Regions from separate parts of the Gossypium hirsutum genome. Here region 1 is linked to region 2. A link is a contact called in public Hi-C data. All regions are on one chromosome and are shown on one strand. The core of a region is the stretch at or near the end of the contact, and the rest is flanking DNA. Distances in the headings are between cores, read along the strand shown.

The links. Hi-C and Micro-C count contacts between places; a contact is called where the count stands out from the background.
Region 1: a Hi-C map of leaf shows a contact between it and region 2, with 5 times the contacts expected there. The contact joins the promoter of LOC107903693 here to the promoter of LOC107903697 in region 2. A contact is called at or near these places in 24 of 34 Hi-C or Micro-C datasets (anther, callus, fibers and 4 more).

Annotation. Positions count from the first base shown.
Region 1 is chrD05:48,004,106-48,009,430 of Gossypium_hirsutum_v2.1, reverse strand. LOC107903693 reads left to right here and starts at 2,374. Exons shown (of 7, transcript XM_016829836.2): 1 at 2,374-3,015; 2 at 3,472-3,612; 3 at 3,699-4,064; 4 at 4,542-4,784; 5 at 4,942-5,034; 6 at 5,215-5,325. The coding sequence starts at 2,689. LOC107903691 (probable galacturonosyltransferase-like 9) reads left to right here. Exons shown (of 1, transcript XM_016829835.2): 1 at 1-1,241. The coding sequence starts at 8. The coding sequence ends at 1,105.
Region 2 is chrD05:47,761,858-47,766,868 of Gossypium_hirsutum_v2.1, reverse strand. It overlaps LOC107903697 (NLR family CARD domain-containing protein 3), which reads left to right and starts at 2,121. Exons shown (of 19, transcript XR_001685898.2): 1 at 2,121-2,374; 2 at 2,485-2,731; 3 at 3,188-3,400; 4 at 3,698-3,756; 5 at 3,963-4,100. It overlaps LOC107903696 (a long non-coding RNA gene), which reads right to left and starts at 1,745. Exons shown (of 5, transcript XR_001685893.2): 1 at 1,074-1,745; 2 at 853-921; 3 at 409-779; 4 at 183-285.

The sequences.
Region 1 (5,325 bases), core at 1,125-3,624, 240 kb before region 2:
AAGAATAATGCGTTTTATTTTATATGCGGCCGCCCTTTTACTTCTTCATTTCTTGCTCACGGCATCGTTTTGTCTTGCTATTCGGACCACAGTCGGAGGAGATGGGTTGGGGTTCCGGTTTCCGGAGGCACCGTATTACCGTAACGGAGTGGAGTGTCCGGTTTCCTCCGGCGACCGCAATTTAGTCCAAGTGGCAATGACTTTAGACTTTGAATACTTGCGTGGTTCGATCGCCGCCGTCCACTCCGTCGTCCGCCACGCTTCGTGTCCTGAAAACATCTTCTTTCACTTCATTGCCGCCGAGTTCGACCCCGCGAGTCCAAGAGTCTTGAGCAAACTCGTTCGCTCCACATTCCCTTCACTCAACTTCAGAATCTACATCTTCCGTGAAGACACAGTGATCAACTTGATCTCTTCTTCAATCCGGCAAGCCCTCGAGAACCCGCTGAACTACGCTCGGAACTACCTCGGGGACATGTTGGATCTCCAAGTAGGCCGAGTCATTTATCTCGACTCAGACCTGGTCCTCGTCGATGACATCCTCAAACTCTGGAACACAACGTTGACCAATTCTCGAGTCATCGGCGCACCCGAATACTGCCATGCAAACTTCACCAAGTATTTCACTGCCGGGTTTTGGTCGGACCCGGTAATATCCCGGGTTTTCCGGTCGAGAAAGCCGTGTTATTTCAACACGGGAGTAATGTTAATGGATTTAGTGCGTTGGAGAGAAGGGAATTACAGGAAAAGAATAGAGAATTGGATGGAAATACAAAGGAAAAAAAAGATATACGAGTTGGGCTCATTGCCACCCTATTTGCTGGTATTTGCTGGGAATGTAGAAGGCATTGATCATAGATGGAACCAACATGGGCTTGGAGGGGACAATATACGAGGTTCATGTCGTTCGTTGCATCCGGGTCCGGTCAGCTTGTTGCATTGGAGTGGGAAAGGGAAGCCATGGGTTCGACTGGATGGTGGAAGCCCATGCCCTCTTGATCATATTTGGGAATCCTATGATCTTTACAAAGGGAATTTAATCAAACACCAATCTTTTCCTTCTGCTTTTGCCAATTTCTTTGAATACCCCAGTTATTTGTTTTGATTTCTCATTTTTTCACTTCTAGAAACAATGGTGATTTTCGTGATTTATATTTGTTTGTTGTACATAATCGAACTGAGCGAGAGATGAATAACCCTACCTCCTTAGTTTCCCTTTGAATTTTTCTCGGATTTCTGAATTTCAATTTCCTGCAGCTTTTCTTGGGTGAAAAGGAAAATTGAAGAAAATCAGAGCTTTTCTAATTCAAAGCATTTCCTTTCTTGGATTTCATCGAATGAATGGTTTCTTGGAAAATTAGGTACAGATGGGAGGCTAATAGGTTTGCACGGACCCTAATGCGCTGGGGAAGATGGAATAGTCATATGGATTTCAGTTTGGGTATTTCAAGAAACGAGTCAATGTGATTGAACCCATCTTCATCTACTAGTCCGGCCTCCTAAATCTCAATAAATCTTTTTTTTTTCAGGCAATAAGATATTGACACAATCAATACAAATTACCAAACAATATTTGCAAAGTTAATTGGGATATCAGAACAAATTGAAGGGAATGAAAGCCAAACATATTGACTCTAGTAAAACCAAGGACTTAGGAATGGCGGTAGTACTAGTTTTTGGTTTAATAATTATGATTCTAACTAGGGTTGATGCAAAATTTTAGGCTTATTTTTTAGGTCTAAGTTCAATAGATTCGGTCTAAAAAATAAGCTTAAAATTTTATTTATATCCGATTTATATTAAAAATGTTAAATCCGAATTCGACTCGACCCGATCCGACCGTAATAATTTTTTTATATAAAAATGAAATTAAAAAAATATAAAACACTAAAAATTTTAAAAATATTAAAATAAATCTTTTTCAACAAATTAAAATTACAAAAAATATATCCATGTGATTCGAATGGGGTCGGATTTGAGCCAAAAAATTTTGCTCGAGATCTGTCGCATTTAGAAATGAGCTTTTTTTTTTGTCAAACTAATTTTTCAAACCTACCTCTTAACTTTTCGAAAAAATCTTCGGACTTGGACAAGTTACTCGACCTATCTTAACCTTTCACTCATTACACTTAAGACTTTTTATGTAAGCATAGATTTTTGATAATGATATTCATATTTTCATAAATAAAAAATTATCCTAATATGTTTTTTATTAATAAATAAAATCAATCTAATTGCAATTAATTATAAAAAATAGTATAAAGAAAAGTTGAGATAATGCTCAAAATTCGTATTTTCAGGCTGGAAATAGGAAACGGCAAAAAGAAGAAAAAAACAAATAATGAAAATTCCGTTTGGAAATCGATTTAGGATATTTTGTTATTGTTTGTAAAGGTTCTTATATCCTTTCGCCACGTTAGCGTAAAACCGTGGGTAAAACGAAACGGATCCCGTTTCTCCTTATTCCTCATCGTCGTCAACCAAAACAAAAGTCAAAGTTAAAATGCTACCTCAATAATTCCCCCAACCACCAAAACGGACCTTTCTCCCTCAATATCCAACTCTAATGGCTCTCAAATTTTAGGGCAAATTTCATCTCTCTATCTCTCTGCCATCCTCAATCCCAATCCCAATCCCAATCCCAACCCCAACCCCAACCCCATCCCCATCATCCCTTCTTTCTTTCCCATGCCTCGATTCTTCAATCCTTTCCTCTTATCCTTATTTTTCTGTGTTTTAGGGTTAGGGTTTGGCGTTGATTTCGGTCAAGCTTTCAAAGTCCCCTTTAGGGTCAGTGATGTTCTCCCGGTGCTTCCGCACCAGGTATCTTGGCCGGTCTTGAACACTCTTCATTCCGCCGTTGACTTGTTGCCGGCTTTTGTCGGCTCCGTGACCCCGAACAATGGCTCAATTGATTGGAAAGGATCTTGCTTTCATGGAAACGAGGCTCGTCTCGAGTTCACCAATAGCGATCGCGACGATTCGGGATTGGGCGGTGGTGTGCTTCACCTCACGGTTCGTATTTTTGACCTGTTGATCATTATGACCGTGGCTGTAATTGAAGCCTCTTTATTGACAAGTTAGTTACTTATTTTCGTGTCATTAATCCTCAGTTTATTGTTGTTGTTTGAGTTTAATTACATTTAGTTTAGTTGCTTTAGAATATTCACTTGAATCAATTTCCTTTGTGTTTCTTCCTAGTTATGAGTTATGGAGTTTATTTAAGGCTACTTGTTTATGTTTAGTAGACTATAGGTGCTGGTATTTGAATAAGTTTTAGCAACTTTAAGTTGTTTATTTAAACTTGAAATCCTTTAATTTTCCTTAGTAGACTAAAAACCCCAAATTGAAATTCTGGTCGGTATCTCTTCTCTTTAGTCTTGGTTCAGAGACGAGGGTGATTATTTTACATACTATGGTTAATTTTGGCTTTCTGATTTTCGCTTGAACTGTAAAAATTTTCTTTTACAGACATCTGAAGCGCACAGCTGGACTTGTATGGATCTTTATGTCTTTGCAACACCTTATAGGATTACTTGGGATTACTACTTTTCTGCTCGAGAGCACACATTGAAATTTGATTCTTGGGAAGAAGCTGCTGAATTGGAATATGTATGTTTCGATTAAGTTGGTCTTTGAGTATTGCTGAAAACTTGTTTAATGCATGGAAATGACAGTCTGATTATATTTTTTTACAGGTAAAGGAGCATGGAATCTCAGTATTTCTAATGCCATCTGGAATGCTTGGCACATTGCTTTCTTTAGTTGATGTATTGCCTCTGTTTTCAAATACTGTCTGGGGTCAGAAAGCCAATCTCGCTTTTTTGAAAACACACATGGGTGCTTCATTTGAAAAGCGTCCTAAGCCATGGCGCACAGTGGTAAATCCAGAAGATGTGCATTCTGGTGACTTTTTGGCTGTGTCAAAGATCCGTGGTAGGTGGGGAGGATTTGAGACATTAGAAAAATGGGTGACTGGAGCATTTGCTGGTCATACTGCGGTTTGCTTGAAGGATGACATGGGTAATCTATGGGTTGCTGAATCAGGGCATGAAAATGAAAAGGTATGCTATAAATAACACATTGATTGCCGATTGTTAATAACTTCTATTTATTTGTTGTGCTTTGCTTCCTTTTCTCTTCATTAGTCTTACGATGTCTAGTCAGAAAAAAATTATGCATATACTGCTCAACCAAAGAAAGTTTTTGAATTTAAAAGTATTTAAATGTTGCCCTGGGTTCAATAACTTATGGTTTTAACACCTTGTTATTTTATGATGTATCATCACCTTGTAACTATTGTCAGGTTTTGATCGCACTGTTCAAGTTAACATTTTGCTGTGATCAATCCCCTTCTTCCTTTGGTTGGGTTAAGGGTATGTTGGGACTGTTTTCGATTAGAATGGTGGGAGGTCCTGAGATGTTAGTATGATTTTGTAGCGTATTTAATGCCCAGGAAGGAAGATTTATGAAGATACCAGAATTAAAAATACAAAGTTGGGATTTCTTCCTTATGCCATTAGCTTGCATGAATTTTGCAGGGTGAAGAAATTATAGTGGTTATTCCATGGGATGAATGGTGGGAGCTGTCACTGAAGGACAATTCTAATCCACAGATAGCCTTGCTTTCTTTACATCCAGATATACGTGCAAAGTTGAACTCCACCGCAGCATGGGAGTATGCTCGGAGCATGTCAGGCAAGCCATATGGTTATCACAACATGATATTTAGTTGGATAGACACTGTAGCTGACAACTATCCTCCACCTCTTGATGCTCACTTGGTAGGCATCTTCTCTGATCATTCTGCACATCCTGACGATGCTCTTCCATAGTCATATTCAGGATAAGCTGCAGATGGTTTTACTGCCAAAAAACATTGAGATACTGAGCTTGCTAAATGACTAGTTTAGCAAGTCCTAACAAGATTTTTTATTGCAGGTCATTTCTGTCATGTCTATGTGGACTAGAGTGCAGCCAGCATATGCTGCAAATATGTGGAATGAAGCGTTGAATAAGCGGTTAGGGACTGAGGTACTGTGCATAATTGTCCTTCCTTTTATAAATTTATAACTATACTCTATGAGAAATAGTGATTCCTCTTTTCCTGCTCTCTTTCTTAGTCTCTCTAATAAATGATTTTGGACTTCTAGTGAAGTATGACATAGGAAGATATAAGTACATTAGATATAATCTGTTATGGTGGAATTGTAGGATTTGGATCTGTATAGAATATTAGAGGAGACTGAAAGGCGCGGGATAACCTTTGATCAATTACTCACTATCCCGGAACAAGATGAATGGGTCTACAGTGATGGGAAATCA
Region 2 (5,011 bases), core at 872-3,371:
AATCTCTCTTCATTAAAAGAAAATGGTGGGATGGGCTTTCGAAATTTTGGTCAATTTAATAGTGTTATTAGCGAAGCAAGGTTGGCGTCTCATTAATTACCCAAATTCTTTTTTAGCCAAAATCTTAAAAGCAAAGTATTACCCGTACTCTAGTTTCTTAACTGCGAAGCTGGGAAATTTACCTTCTTTTACTTGGAAAAGTATCTGGGCTGCAAAGGGTCTTCTCCAAAAAGGGATGTGTTGGAGAGTGGGCAGAGGGGATAAAATCTCGATATGGAAAGATTGCTGGATTCAGGGGGTTGACAAAATTGATACACATAACAGAACAAACAGAGGTGAAATTGGGTTAGTTTCGGACCTTATTGATTAATCAAACAGAGAATGGAAATTGGAATTGGTTAATAATACCTTTCAAGAGGACATTGCTCAGAAAATTCTTCAGATTCCCTTCACAGAGATTGAGCATAAGGATTTCCAGGTTTGGAAAGGAGAATTATCTGGTGAGTTTTCGGTCTGCAGAGCTTATAAACTATTACAAGATGCTAATCTAGATCCTAGAAACTATTTATTACAGACCGAAACAAAAGAATTTTACAAGAAACTTTGGAGCCTATAGATACCATCAAAAATTGCATTTACAATCTGGTGGATCTCTTGGGATTTTATTCCAAACTTTGCTAATTTCAGAATCAGGAGAGTTGTTACAAATGACAGATGTCCCCAATGCAGATCTGAAGTTGAAGGAAGCCTCCACGTCTTTCGAGATTGCCCTATGACAACTGAAGTATGGTATCTGTTAAATTTCTCATGGATTATGAATAATACGAGTCAATCTATGTGGGAGTGGCTAACCTGGGTTTTCAAGAGGAGTAACAGCTGTCAATGTCTTCTTTTCTGTTATGCGTTGTGGTGGATATGGTTCTCCAGAAATCAATATATTCACGAGAGGAAAAACACAACAGGAAGGGCTTTAGTACTTAATATTTAAAGATACATGGCAGAACAGGAATGATTAAAAGCTTTAAAGAATAATGAGAGTATATGCAGAAGCTATGGAGTACAAGAGGACATACCGAGAGTCAGGATCCTTTTTGATGCTGTGTACGACAACAAAACTTTCAGATCAGCTTCCGACCTGGTAGGATGGAATCTGAGGGGAAACTTAACAGTGTTAAAGACAGTTATTCATAGCAATGTTCCTTCTCCTTTTGCGGCAGAGGCATATGCATGTTTAGATGGTACAAAGCTAGGGATTTCACTAAGAACCCACTCAGTAAAACTTATGGGGGATTCAAGAACAGTAATAAGGAAATGTCAGGAGACTACCACAGACAAATCAGCAATCGGAGCCATTATCAGAGATATTCAGAGCAAGAAATCTGATTTTCAAGAACTCATTTTTTAGTATATTCATAGATCAAAGAACTCATATGCTCACAGATTAGCAAAAAATGCGCTTGAAAAAGGAGAGACTACTTATCTGAGGGGAGAAGAACTGGATCGCCATAATTTTGCCTCGGTAGAAATTTGGCCAAGAAATCTAGATTGAAGATTTGATTCACAGAAGAAGAAATCAAAATAGATAGCAGAGTGAAGTATTAATGCCTTGGGGACTGCTGTCGATGGAACGTTAGGAGCTTTGGAAATGACGATTCAATTGATATTTTTGGAGTCCAGCTGTGTTTGATTTGACTGGGTTAGGTTTTGAATTGTTTTTTTAATTTCATTTATTGTTTCTCTAGTTCCGTTTAGTTAGAAAGAAGTTGGATAGTTTTCAATTTAGTTTTCTTTGACATATCTTTGGGCCATTGATTGGGCCGCCTGTTAGTTTTTTTTTCTATCTCAATAAAACCCCAGTCTTATTTTCAAAAAAAAATGTTTCTAATTATTTGATCAAATTTAAAAATGATCATAAAATATGTATGATTTTATTATTTAATTTAAAAAATAGATATATAATTTTATCAATTTTTAGAAAATCTAAATAAATATATATAAATGACACCCAGTTATTATATAAAATAAAAAAATTATTGAGAGAATTATTAAAATTGCTTAAGCCGGCCTGGCCCGGACAGATCATCATCAAATTCTTATAGGGATCAAGATAAACCCAACCCGCAAAGTCTTGTTTGTTGAATGCAAACTTTGCAAAGTCCATATGCTTTTATTTTTAGTTTTTTGGTTTTATAATTAGACAACATTCTGGAGATACTGTCGCTCTGTTCGCCGCTCCTATCCCTTCTCCTTCTTCTCTGTAAACTGTGAAGTCCAACCGGTAGGTGCAAGATAGCAGCCTCTCTACCCTTATGCGCATTTAACCTCCACTTCCATGGCCCTCACTTCCACTCTCCCTCTATACTCTCATCCCAAGGTAATTACACGCGCTCACTCTTTTTCGAAATCTCTTCGGTCTCTCGAAAGGTGAAGCTCACTCTATTTGTTTATATGTTTCGTTATTCTCTGGTTCTTCCGATGAAGCAGAGGCTTGGCCTTCAAGCGTTGGCTTCGGACCACGGCCGCTGTCTTGGTCATGATTCCGCTTGGTTTATTACTAGGAGACGTTACTCCAGGTCCAAGAGATTGGTGGTAGCGGCAGCGTACGGTGCGGAGGGAGGCGCGAGGCGGCGTGTTTACAGACAGTCGCAGGCGAAGCAGCCTCTCAGTAGTGCTCCGAAGCAGATTGCAACCTTTGTGGCGCCCGCTGGCGTTTTTATCGCCGCTACTTTTGGTATGGATTTCCGTTTCTCTTCTTCTCTAGTGGATGGTGAATTTGGAATAATGTAACTGATTGCATTCCTATTTATAAATTCATGAGTTTCGTCAATAATTTTGATGAGGTTGTTGAAATTCCCCAATTTGGTTGAGCACAATGAAAATTTACTAGCGCTCTGGTTTTTCTTGATTGCTTACTCAGGCCATAGCTATAAGCATTACATTTGTTAATGGCATTTGATTTTTAATCCGACTTTAGCATTTATTTTAGTCTTTAAGCCAACGTGTTGTCAGTTCTTATACCTTACTATTTCTTTCTGTTGCGCTAGGCATATGAATGGCATTTTGGAATCTTTCTTTTCCTTTTATTGGGGATGCGTTAGGCTTTGTATGGAATGTTTACACGAGTGCAGCACATATTCTTTGTTATGTTTATCCTATATGTACCCTAATTGATGTCTTCAGCTGACAGTTTTATGGAAATTGGTGGAGAAACTCCTTATGCCGAAGCCATCTAGGTCTTCATCTGTTGAAAATAAATCTCCTTCACAAGGAGTGAAGTGGTCTTTTGCCCCAGGAACAAATCTATTGTCAGGTGTTACTGCTAAGATTGATAGACAGTCAAAGCTGACACTCAATGAGTTTGCCAAGGAACTTAGGGCATTCAGCAGTGTTGATATGTCAGGTATGCTGACTGATTTTAGACTATTTCCATAGATAAAGTGAAGCACCTATTTTAATCCTATTCACTTTTCATGTCTGAGTTTAATGACGCAGCCACGAAAATCCAAGATGCAGTTAATGGACAGTAGAAATGGTCTACTAGTCTTTTAAAAGTTTTCATTGTGATGTAATTACTTTCTTTCCTTAGCATTGTTAGCAAGTTATCCAGTTGGATTTAAGATGCAATATATTTTTTACTGCATGTGGATTCATTTCATGTGAACGAAACATGATAAACCTTACTATACATTTTTATTAGGACGCAACTTTGGAGATGAAGGACTGTTTTTTCTTGCCGAGAGCTTAGGTTACAATCAGGTTATGCTTTCCTAGTCTTTATTTGACTATGTTGTTTTTTTTTTATTTTCTTTGTGTCCATTATTATGATTGAGGTGTTGTATCTTATCCTGTAAGATCCTCTTGTTGACTGTGTTCTGTACAAACTTTTCTATTTCATTATTGAAAGTTAGAAGCATTGGTGCTCCTTGCCATGCATTCTCTGAATGAGTACTTCTCCTTTTCAGATTGTTGAGGAAGTAAGCTTTGCTGCTAATGGAATAACAGCCAGAGGAATGAAAGCCTTTGATGGTGTTCTTGAAGCAAATATGGTATTGAAGACCCTTGATCTTTCAGGCAATCCCATTGGAGATGAAGGAATAAAGGTCAGCCTAAATTTGCCATTATATAACTGACAACTTTACAAATAGTTAAATGTCCCTGTCCTCCAACATTGAGGGCTCAGTTATTTTATATGTAATAATAGTAAGATGAAAGAAGTTGCTCAATCAACATAAATTTTCCTTTTGGTACCTAATGTGTATAGGGATACATCTGTTTATTTAGAGACTCCTTGTTCTTTCATATCCCTTTCTGCTATTGTATGGTTACTAATTTTCATTCTTATAAGTTTCCTATAAGATCATCTCTGCAGCTTGTATTTGTTTTTCATTTGATAATGTCATAATGAACTATAATGGGATGGAAGTTCATACTTGGAACCTTGATAAAAAAATTGCCTATGAGCAAGTTCTATATTGTTTATAATGGAAATAGTAAAAACATTTTTTCCCTACTTCTAAATCACCTTATAATGAGGTAATCTTTAATTTAAGGTGTACTTGTAACCGTTGATGAATTCTTTTAAATTGTCAAGCAGTCTAATACTAATATAAATTACATGCATATGGTGATGTGGAATTCTTTTCTGCACGTCTTCATAACATCGATACTTTAGAAATCTAATCTGTGGTGATTTTATTTATTTATTTGTTCTTAGAATATCAAGAAGTATTTGTTTGCTATATGTAGATTATGAACTTCTGTAATTTTGTAGATAGAAGTACTGAATTAATTGCATGAATGTTTGAATCCCAGTGGATGTTGTGATTTAGTTGGGAGCATTGCTAAGCATAGAAGCTGTGTAATGTACTTTCTAGTTTGTAGCATATGCTTTCCCAAACAAGGGCACCTAATGTTTCAAATGTCATCACTAAAGTGCAATATATATAAATATTGTTTGTGCCAACGTTCTGTGGATTCACATTTTTGCTGAGAATTTTGTTAATGCTTCAGT